2 separate regions of the Sander lucioperca genome follow, and region 1 is linked to region 2. A link is a contact called in public Hi-C data. All regions are on one chromosome and are shown on one strand. The core of a region is the stretch at or near the end of the contact, and the rest is flanking DNA. Distances in the headings are between cores, read along the strand shown. Region 1 holds the start of c12h1orf174 (UPF0688 protein C1orf174 homolog). Region 2 holds the start of dnajc16 (dnaJ homolog subfamily C member 16).

Evidence for each region. Hi-C and Micro-C count contacts between places; a contact is called where the count stands out from the background.
Region 1: a contact with region 2 is called in a Hi-C map of liver, with 2.5 times the contacts expected there. The contact joins the promoter of c12h1orf174 here to the promoter of dnajc16 in region 2. A contact is called at or near these places in 2 of 2 Hi-C or Micro-C datasets (liver and muscle).

The regions. Positions count from the first base shown.
Region 1 is chr12:10,989,493-10,994,879 of SLUC_FBN_1.2, forward strand. c12h1orf174 (UPF0688 protein C1orf174 homolog) reads left to right here and starts at 2,297. Exons shown (of 4, transcript XM_031286553.2): 1 at 2,297-2,524; 2 at 4,240-4,296; 3 at 4,620-4,997. The coding sequence starts at 2,513. b3gnt7l (UDP-GlcNAc:betaGal beta-1,3-N-acetylglucosaminyltransferase 7, like) reads right to left here and starts at 230. Exons shown (of 1, transcript XM_031286534.2): 1 at 1-230.
Region 2 is chr12:10,821,932-10,826,890 of SLUC_FBN_1.2, forward strand. dnajc16 (dnaJ homolog subfamily C member 16) reads right to left here and starts at 2,877. Exons shown (of 15, transcript XM_031286502.2): 1 at 2,656-2,877; 2 at 2,057-2,238; 3 at 1,911-1,977; 4 at 1,124-1,448; 5 at 822-1,006; 6 at 566-670; 7 at 283-441; 8 at 35-165. The coding sequence starts at 2,229. It overlaps casp9 (caspase-9), which reads left to right and starts at 3,013. Exons shown (of 11, transcript XM_031286530.1): 1 at 3,013-3,145; 2 at 3,244-3,396; 3 at 3,519-3,729; 4 at 3,886-3,969; 5 at 4,053-4,114; 6 at 4,303-4,485; 7 at 4,578-4,667; 8 at 4,944-4,959. The coding sequence starts at 3,265.

The DNA of each region.
Region 1 (5,387 bases), core at 1,047-3,546, 170 kb after region 2:
AACTGTGCGCCCGAGTGGAGTCCATCACCACCGTCCCTGCTCATTTGGACACCAGAGGTTGCGTCCTCGGCTACGTGAGAGCGCTGACCCCGGGGCCCCTTTTGCCCATGACGGCGCTCAGTGGAGTCGCACATCGCTTCTTGGTGCAATGAAATGATGCAGGATACCAAACATGTCCTCGGGTTGCTTCTCTGTCCTCTGTCTCGGACTGACTGGAGACCTGTTGCAGGATACTCTCCCCCCCCCCCCCCTTCCCCTAAATATCTCCTCCCCCTAATGATCCAGAACCAGCAGGTTTCAGATTTCTCACATCACACACACCAGGTGTCCACCACGTTGTAGTGCCGAGCGTCAAGCTACACTTTTTCTATTGGTCTATCTATTGCTTTTCATTGAATGACATTATAATAATCAGAAGTAAAATACACATAATTTAAACAATAATCCTAATTTTATTAATTGAGTACACATGACTAGATTCTAGAAGATACAAGGTAGCCTACGACAATAAAATGAAAAAAAATATATGGGGCGCCATAAATATAAAACGAACAGTAGGCTACAGAGCAAAAGCATAATAAATATTGATGCACATTTACAGAAAAAACGTTATACCAAAAGTTTTTAATTTTTAAATACAAGTTAGGGATGGGTCCGAGAATAGTAAATGTGCACTTTTACGTGTGGATTTGGCAATAAATAATAATAAAAAAAAATACTTTGTTTGGCCTACTGCTAGTGATTTAAGTAAGTGGCCAACTGCAACGTAGCTAATTTTTGAAGCTGATTCTCAAATAAGATATAAAGCCTACTTATTTTTTTATTTTTTTTATTAAGAATATTTCTATTGTTCCTAGACGGCACAAACTGTAAGTAGCATAGTATACACAGTATATCACATGACTGTGAGAGGGTGGAATTAAAAAAAGACTCTACCACCCTCTTGTGGACATTTTATGGAATGTTACCTCACCTCACACGACCCCACCCAGTCAAACCAAAGTTTATTCTATTAACAGCTGAATACATGTTGTGTGGCTGATGGTGACAGTTAGTAGTCAGAGAGACTATACGTTCAGATCTGCTGTATATTAACATCAGCAACACATTGCCTAACAGCATTTTAACAGGCTACTCGGTCATAATCAAAACAATTGGAGACTGTGTCCAAGCCATAGACTGTTCATATTTACAGTCAGTGGTCCAAACTGATATACAGAAGGACTTGAGTGCTTCTGTGACTTCCTGTACAGACCAAACGTTGCTTAAAATCATAGACTGTATATAAGAATGGACCAACAGATCCCGTTGCTCTGGATGGAGACCAGTGAAGGCCTTTAGAAGCACTTTTCCGGTGAGCGCTGAGCGTTACTGCGCAGCCTCCAACTGAGAGAAACGACGTAAATGTGACGTGAGCAACGTGTCTGAAAGTTGTAAGTCTTCTGGTAGCTGTGCCAAGAGAAATCTCAATCATTCAGAATCTTGCAGAGAAGGAGAGCGTAGGTATATGCAAGGAGATAACGTGGACACAGGCTAATTATTGCTAACTAAAATGCTAGTTAACATTAGTAATTACACTTAAACAGCTAATGTAAGTCCAAACTGCCTGCGAGCTTCTCCTGTACTATACGGTAATTCCTCTACTATGCGACAGTAAGTCGCGTGGTTATGACACAATCGTTAGCCTATTTTTACAAAAACGTATACTACGGAGCCATAACGTGAGGTACAAGGTAATGGAGCATTTTATACATTGTCGTGTTTCTTTAGAAATAAACAATGGACAAAGAAAGTCTTTAAACGCTTCAGATGTAAAGTTATTCGCTGTCAAAGTGACGCCAAAATGAATGGCAGTCAATGGGATGCTAACGTCGGGTGATCGCTTTGTAGCATCAAAATGGCGCCATAGGAGATTCGAGCTCTGGAGCGAAGCTTACCCCCTTGCTTAAAATGGCTGGAAACTGTCCTACTTGTCACCTCCCCCTGCTGCTACTGCTGCTACCATCCACTTTACAGGCAAAGCGCAGCTCATCTCAAGGAACCTATTATAAGGGGAAACTTTCTCCAAATAATGACTTAGCTAGTATGTCAAAATAATGAGATGGTATCTCACAATAATGAGAAACTTTCTCAAAATAATGAGATACTAGTATATCTAAAAAATAATGAGATAGTATCTTAAAATAATGAGATATGTATCTGCATATGTAACGTTATGTAACGACTTAGTATATTTTGATAGTCGTTATTTTGAGAAGGTTTATCATTATAATGACTAACAGGATCTTTTTTTTTTTTAATCATCACATTGGCGGAAATGGGCTTCCATAATATTGACTCACTGACCTCAGAGTGAACCTCTCTCAGGAAACGGCGGCTCCATCTCCACACTAGCACACTGCAGCACAGGCGGAGACGCCACATATCATCACAAGCATAGTTATTTGTAACCAAAGCCAGTTTATTTAAAGAATATCGGGGTCGCTGAAAAACAAAAGCATTACGCCGGCAAATGATGCACAAGGTAGGTGTTTCGCTAAGCTAGTTGAGTAACAGGCAGCTAGCTAGCTAGTAAATGAACGTTAGTTACAGCTCATAGCTATCATGTTAGCCTTGTAGCTGCTATGTCGAGATAAATTATCGGGCACTTTAGCTAACGTTAGTTTTGGTAAAGTCTTAGCTTTTTACCATAACTGCAGACAACGGTAAAGTCGTTCTTGTGCCACGCGAATTAACGTTAACCTTACGTGACCTAACGTTAACGTTAGTTGTCTTCCGCCGTGATGGTTTATTTACTAACAATGCGCATTGCATATTATTGTCGAAAGCTCAGTTGCATTTCTGGAACAATTGTATTATCCTAAGATTTAGTTACAGTATGAACCGTTTTTTTATTAACTTCAATTGGGCACTGATTTGACACGCATAACGTTACTGGAATAACATTCAGAGTTTACTCGAGGTCTTGAGTCATGGCTGGTGACGTTATAATAATATAAAAAATGTGGGAGGAGTTTGGCCAGCGGAGCATACAGGGTTGTTGATGAACAGCTCAGGGGACTGTACAGAGCCGTGGTGGGTTTCACAAATGTATAAACTTTAAACGTCAAATGGTGCACTTATCTAAATCCAAAATCTGACTCCATTCCCCTCACCACTCAAAATCTGTAGTTTGGTGAAAGGCACAAAGAGTGGAGGCCGTGATAACATCGCAAATGTACTCTTGTGTGCTGTAAAGACCCCACAGATCTTAAGCATTAGAATTCAATTCAATTTTATTTATAGTATCAAATCATAACTGATCAGAATGAATATTTTCATAACCAGTGCTGGACTGAATACAATCCTAGTGATTCAAAATTATAGCACATAAATCGTAGTTTTAGAGGTACTCACGTGAGTGTACATTTCAAAATTTTCAACATATTCTCATAAAAAAAGTTAAAAATAAGATGCAACAATAAATCACTGATTCATTCTAAACCAGCAGGTCTTTCCCACATCTACTTTTTAAAGTGAAAAGTAGATGATGAATTAATATGGCCATTCATGTCTTCTCCTGATTTTGTGTTTTTCTTGGGAGCATTACTTTACAGCATAGGGCTGACTAAAAACCATGAATAACACCATTAACATGCTAAATAAAATTAAAAAAAGACCAATAAATTGAATTTAACCTACTCTTAAAGGGCTGTGTTTTGGAACGTTACTTGGCTTGTGATATCACTAAAGCTAGGGAAGCTTGATGCTTGGTGGGCTTAATAGTCTCCCTGCTTAATGAAACCACCTTTTTTCATTAACTGGTTGCTATAATTGAGTATTACCACATAGAGCTGGGCAATATACCGATATTATATCGATATCGTGATATGAGACTAGATATTGTCTTAGATTTTGGATATCGTAATATCGTGATATGGCATAAGTGTTGTATTTTCCTGGTTTTAAAGGCTGCATTACAGTAAAGTGATGTCATTTTCTGAACTTACCAGACTGTTGTAACTGTTCTATTATTTGCCTTTACCCACTTTGTCATTATATCCACATTACCAATGATTATTTATCAAAAATCACATTGTATAAATATTTTGTGAAAGCACCAATAGTCAACACTACAATATCGTTGTGGTATCGAAATTGAGGTATTTGGTAAAAAATATTGTGATATTTGATTTTCTCTGTATTGCCCAGCCCTATTACCACATGGGATGAAACAAACCACATTATGCTGCTTTGCAGATGCCTGGTCAACTTGACAGCTTGAAGCCCAGAAAGAGGAAGAGCAGCTCCAGAAAGGTGTGTGTTAACCTGTATACAGGAGAACAGCCCGCATAAAGAGCAAGTATTAACAGCTGCTATGTTCTGTTGTTTCTAACTGTATGTCTGAAGTCAAATAATGTATACAAAAAGACCATGTTTGATGCTTTTTCCCCTTAACTGGACAATTATAACTGGCTAGACTTTCACAACTGCATATGAGAACTGTACTGGACACGCACGTTAGGCTCTCTATTCAATGTGATGCGTCCTTGCGGGAGTTAGATGAAGTACCATGGTATAAGACCAAAGGATGTTGATGATCATAGTTAATTGCATAACCCTGGTCTTTTATCTTTCAGCCACAGGCTTCTACTACAAGGAGGAGATGTATGAAAAGTCCAGAGACACAGCCAGCCGCAGAGAGCAGTTCAGTAGTCAGTGGTTACAGCAAAGCAGACGATCCTCTAGAGACCCTCTCCTGCATCAGCTGTGAATGCCACCAGTCTGCAGGCAGGAGGAGATGCTCAGCATCACCAAAGCTCGAGGGACAGGAGGGCAAAGAAAACGGACTAATGACGGGGCCGGATTTGGACAGCTGCAGAGTGAACGGCGTGTGGGACAAACGGGAGTCTGAGGACATGGATTGTGAAGAAACCAGCAAAAACATCTTCCCAGATGACGACAGTAATCAGATTCTTCCTGTGGAGCAGTTCTTTGGAAACTTGGATGTTGTACAGGTGAGATTTTTTGGTTTATCTCTATAATGGGGACAATCTGTGACTCAGTTTGGATTATGTTGCTTGCAAAAGGTTCTTGTAGATGAAAGCTTTCCCAACTGATGGCCAGCGTAGGAGGGGCTGTGTTGATAAGACACCCACTAAACATAGATAAAGCAGCACCCAACTAAATGTACAGTTTGATAACTTTAATGGTGTTGCCTCATGTGACTATGGCGTGTGTTCTACCAGCAATATTTTTAATTTTTTAAATGTGTGTAATGAATATGTTAATGTAAATTGTATGTTTTACCAAGAATGCTTTACAGTGCTAGGAGTGCATATTGTACAATTTGAAGTGTCTCCACTTTTCCATCCATCCACTCAAATTATGAGGCACGCTCGCTCTGA
Region 2 (4,959 bases), core at 1,627-4,126:
AAAAAAAGAAAACAAAAAGGTTTGGTTCTCTTACTTTCTGCGTCTATGGAACTGTTTGACAGGACAGAGCTCATCAAAGAGCTTCTGATTGACCAGCCGTGGCACAAGGAGGAATTTGTTGTTTGACACGAACTCATCGATAATTTGCTTTTTCATTCCTTTAGCCTAGAACAAACGTAACCGTATAGAAAAAAAAAAAAAGAGTGAGGTGACATTTCAGTGGACAAGTAGTTCAGTGTATCAGATAGCAGTGAGCAATAGCTCCCTGCTGCTGTGATTTACCTGTATAATGTCAGCAGGCTTGTCAGTGCTCTCTTTGAAGATCAACATAGTTGGAGCATAAGTGTTAATATTGAACTGTTTCTGCAGATTAGCGGTCTCTGAAAGGCCCTGGTCCACATAGCCAAACTGCAAGTAGTCCTTATAAGCAAAAGCTGTCAGCTATGGAGATGCAGAGATAAATGAATGACATGTTTGCGTCAGTGATGTAATTACTGGGGGTGGCACCTGAGATTACAGAGAGAGATAAATTTCACATTAAAAAAACTGCAAGACAGGAGCCTACTTTGTAAAGCAGAGGAACTACAGGCACTTGGTCAAACAGAAGCACGTGTGGCTTGTTGAGCTCATGCCAGCTGTTCAAGAAGTGCAGGTCATTCTTGTCTGTGACCTTAAAGTATAGAAAATGCACAATGTTTAATTCATTTTGAATATATCTACCGTATATATATTACCAATCTGTTCACCGGCATTTTACATATAAAGCAATATTTTAGTTGTCCACCCTGTAATATACTCCATACACAGATTGAATCACTTACCCATTCCACAAGTCTCTGAGGAAGAAGGTCTTCTACAAACTGTCTCAGGTGCTCCTTTGCTACAGCGTAATGGAAAAACGTCACTTTGCCATTTAGGACTCCGAGAATTGATGGGGTGCGATGAGCACCGAGGTGATTTGCTAATCGTCTCTCATTGCCAACATCCACCACACCTATCCCAACACCTGCAAAGACAGGATGTCCACACACATACACACATCAACCTTTTCAACTCGCCGTACGCAATGTCATAGACAGCAGCTGCTGGATAATTCTGGATTATTCATAGGGTAATGCCAAACCTAGAGTCTCCATCTCCTCCACCACCTCTTTCCATACAGGCTCGATGTGGATGCAGCTGAAGCACCAGTCAGAGGTGATCTTTATCAGGTATGGTCTCTTGGAGCTGTCAGGCACCACGTCATTGACATACTGCTTAAAGTGCAACGTGTACTTGCTGTCAGCAAAGTCCCTTTGGGTCTTGCTGTTGAAGGGAAAGTTGTAGAAGGACTCATCGAAGTTAAAGGTGTCCTGGTGCTGACCGTAGCGACCGTTGCCGTATGGCTGGGTGTCATCAGTCTGCCCGTAACGGTCATAATTGGCACGTTTGTCTTCACTGGAAAGGATCTAGATATCGGGTAGAACAAATATCAATATGGCAGACATATTATGCATGTGTAACAGGCTTTTTATCACAGCTTACATACACATACTAGAGCTGCAAAGATTATTTTCATTGTCGATTAATCTGTTGATTATTTTCTCAATTAATGGATTGGTTGTTTGGTCTATAAAATGTCAGAATATTGTGAAAAATGTCGATCAACTCAAAGATATTTAGTTTGCTGTCTTAGAGGAGTGAAAAACTTGAAAATATTCACATTTAAGAAGCTGGAAATTAGATAACTTTTACTTGTTTTCATAAAAACCTACCCTAACCGATTAATCAGTATGAAAATAGTCGGCGATTCATTTAATAGTTGACAACTAATCGATTAATCAATTAATCTTTGCAGCTTCAACACATACCACATGATATGCACCAGCTGCACAATGTATTGATAACTTCTATTTGGAAAAATGACTAACCTCATAAGATTTGGTAATCTTGATAAACATGTCCTCGGCACCTGGATTTTTGTTTTTGTCAGGATGCCTTGAGATATAAGATGTGTATTAGTAAAGAACTGAATGAGGTTCATAAAAGCAGGTCAGTGTTCTTTGAAAAGATTTACCATTCTTTTGCAAGACGCTTATAGACCTTCTTGATCTCAGCCTGGCTTGCACTCCTGGTTACTCCTAAGATTTTGTATGGATCCATCTCAGGCCCAGCATGGGTTGCCCCTGTCAGCAGCACTGAGAGGACCACCACTACAGCCAGTGGCACAGACATCTTTGACCCTGCCATCACAGTAACCTTTAACACATAAAAAGAAGTGTCACCATCACGATTATAAAGTGGGTTAATTCTGAGGACCTGAAATCATGACACAGCTTTTAGCTGACTTGCAAATCTGAAACAGCCTTCCCTCCATACTGACGATAGCATAACGTTATGATGAAATATGAAGAAGACAACCGGGTAACGTTAGCTAAATGAAAATGACATTATAAGCATGCTAACTACATAAGCTAGGCAAGCTAGGTAATACATGTCAGCTAGCTACCTCATAAAGCAACAGGCATTACAATAATACACCTGCTGACATGTCACTAGGCTGTGACATAAACGTTATTCTTCGAGGATACATCTTTTTTTTTTTTTTTTCCCATTAGGGTTAGTTGCGTTGATACATATAGGCTATAGCTATCTCAACGCAACAGCTCCATTCACCTCAAGCAGATGCAGTCAGCCGGTACTACGCCACATATTTGGTGAAGGTTTTAATGTTCTTCAGCTGCTGGTTAACACCATAGACTGCATAAAATAGGTTAACACTGATGTGAAAAGATAGCGAAATGCACAGGGTGTGTTCAGCAGCATCCCACAGCTCCTACAGGGTGAGCTCACAACCTGCTGCTGCGAAGCAGGAGTGGAGGGGGAGGCGCCCAGTGTCGAAATTCATTTTGGGAGATTGAGTATTTAGCTAGTGAGATCCTATGCTTCGTTTGTGTGTGTGTTTGGTTTATCACTAGTCGTGACGCGATTTTTAGTGTGAATGTATTGTGGTAAACAGGCCGTGTGGCAGCGGCGCGCGGTAAATATAATCAAGCGCACCCCGTTTTTTCTCAGTGGACCAATCACATACAACGGTGATGTAAACAAGGAAATGTCTAATGCAAGAGAAATGAAACCAATGAAACACTTCTAGTACAGGAACAAGGTATTTCCCTTTCACGAACGAGTGGGATTACCGTGCACCTTTTAGGATACCAACTGTCTCTGTAAGCTTTTATGATAATTCTCCCTACCCTCACGTAGGTCGTTATTAGTGAATGAAGAATGGAGGAAAGCCACAAGAAGATTCTTCAGCGCAATAGGACCAATCTTGTGAGAGATTTGGACCCATCAAACCTCTATGATGGACTTCTTGAAAAAGGAGTTTTTACCCAAGACATGATCGATGAGATAAAGGTAAGACAGCTGTGTAACGTTAAGTTACGGCATCAAGTTTCAGGTTAATTATTACATTAGTGCATGTTGCATTTAAGGTAACGTTAGTGCTGATACACACCTGTAACCGTGTCTCCTGTCAGAGCTCTGGGACCAGACGTGACCAGGCCAGACAGTTAGTCCGGGACTTGGAGACCCGTGGAAGTCGGGCCTTTCCATTATTTCTGGAGTGCCTTCAGGAGACAGGTCAGCACCGTTTGGCAGAGCTTCTTCAGGATGGAGCTCCAGCAGTTCAGATACAGCCTGCAACACCCACTCAGGTTGTCCGCCCTGTTGTTCAGCCTCTCCCAGTTTGTAAGTGTGTGATATGATATGATTAACTAGTATAACTGTCTTGGGGGGAAAAAAAGTTGTTTCTTAATTAAAAAAATCTTACAATAATTTGTAACTCTGGTCTTATAATAGTATAACACTTTGGTGGCTCATATGTGCTCTTTGTTTCTTTAATAGCCCCTCCTATGGATGTTGATAAGCAAAGAAAAGATGATGTTCCTGTCTACCCAATACAGAGACCCAGTACTACTCCCAGTCCATGTAAGCTATGTGATTTTTTTACATGCTGGTAACAGACTGGGAAGTTTCCTGATGCTTAACACATATTGATGCTTATGTCACAGCACCTGAAAGGGAGTACATAAGACCAAGGCCAACAGGCAGAACTCGACGGGATAGTATTCAGGTAAGCACCATTTATTGATCATCCACTTTATAACCAACAGAAAGACAAAAGATGTTGTAGAAGCAAGCTCAGATTATATATTTACATCATGCCTCTTTCTCTGCTTCCTGTGTGTGTGTGTGTGTGTGTGTGTGTGTGTGTGTGTGTGTGTGTGTGTGTGTGTGTGTGTGTGTGTGTGTATATGCGTGTGTCAGAGCTATAAAATGGATGCCAACCCATGTGGACATTGCCTCATCATAAACAACGTAGAGTTTGAACCTAAGACCGACCTAAGCAATCGCAAAGGGTCCAACATAGACTGTGACAAGCTGGAGAGAAGATTCAAGGCACTCAACTTTATTGTGGAAGTGAAGACAAACCTGAAACAAAAAGTAAGAGTCATTTCTTCTGCTTACGTGTCTGACACCACATGTAAAATTTTTAGCTCGTGGTCGTAAAGCTAACAGCCATTTCTGCATTTCAGCAAATCAAACATGGACTGTCAGCTTTATCTAAGAAAGACCATTCACAATATGACTGCTGTGTGGTTATCATTCTTTCCCATGGGACTGAGGTAAGCCATGTCCTGTGTTTGTCATGTTTCTCTCCGACCTGCTCAAGTTCAGATCCAGATGAATTGTAATGTATTCTTATATTTAACTTCAACTTCAACTTTATTTTGTCCCCGGTGGACCAAAATAAAGTTGATGTTGTTGATTGATGATGTTGAAGCTTTGTAGGTGGAATTCTTTCCCATTCTTGCTTGATGTACGACTCAAGTTGCTCAACAGTCCGGGGTCTCCGTTGTTATAATACTATTAACTACTATAAACACTATTTATGTTTTTAGGTGAATCACAACCGCT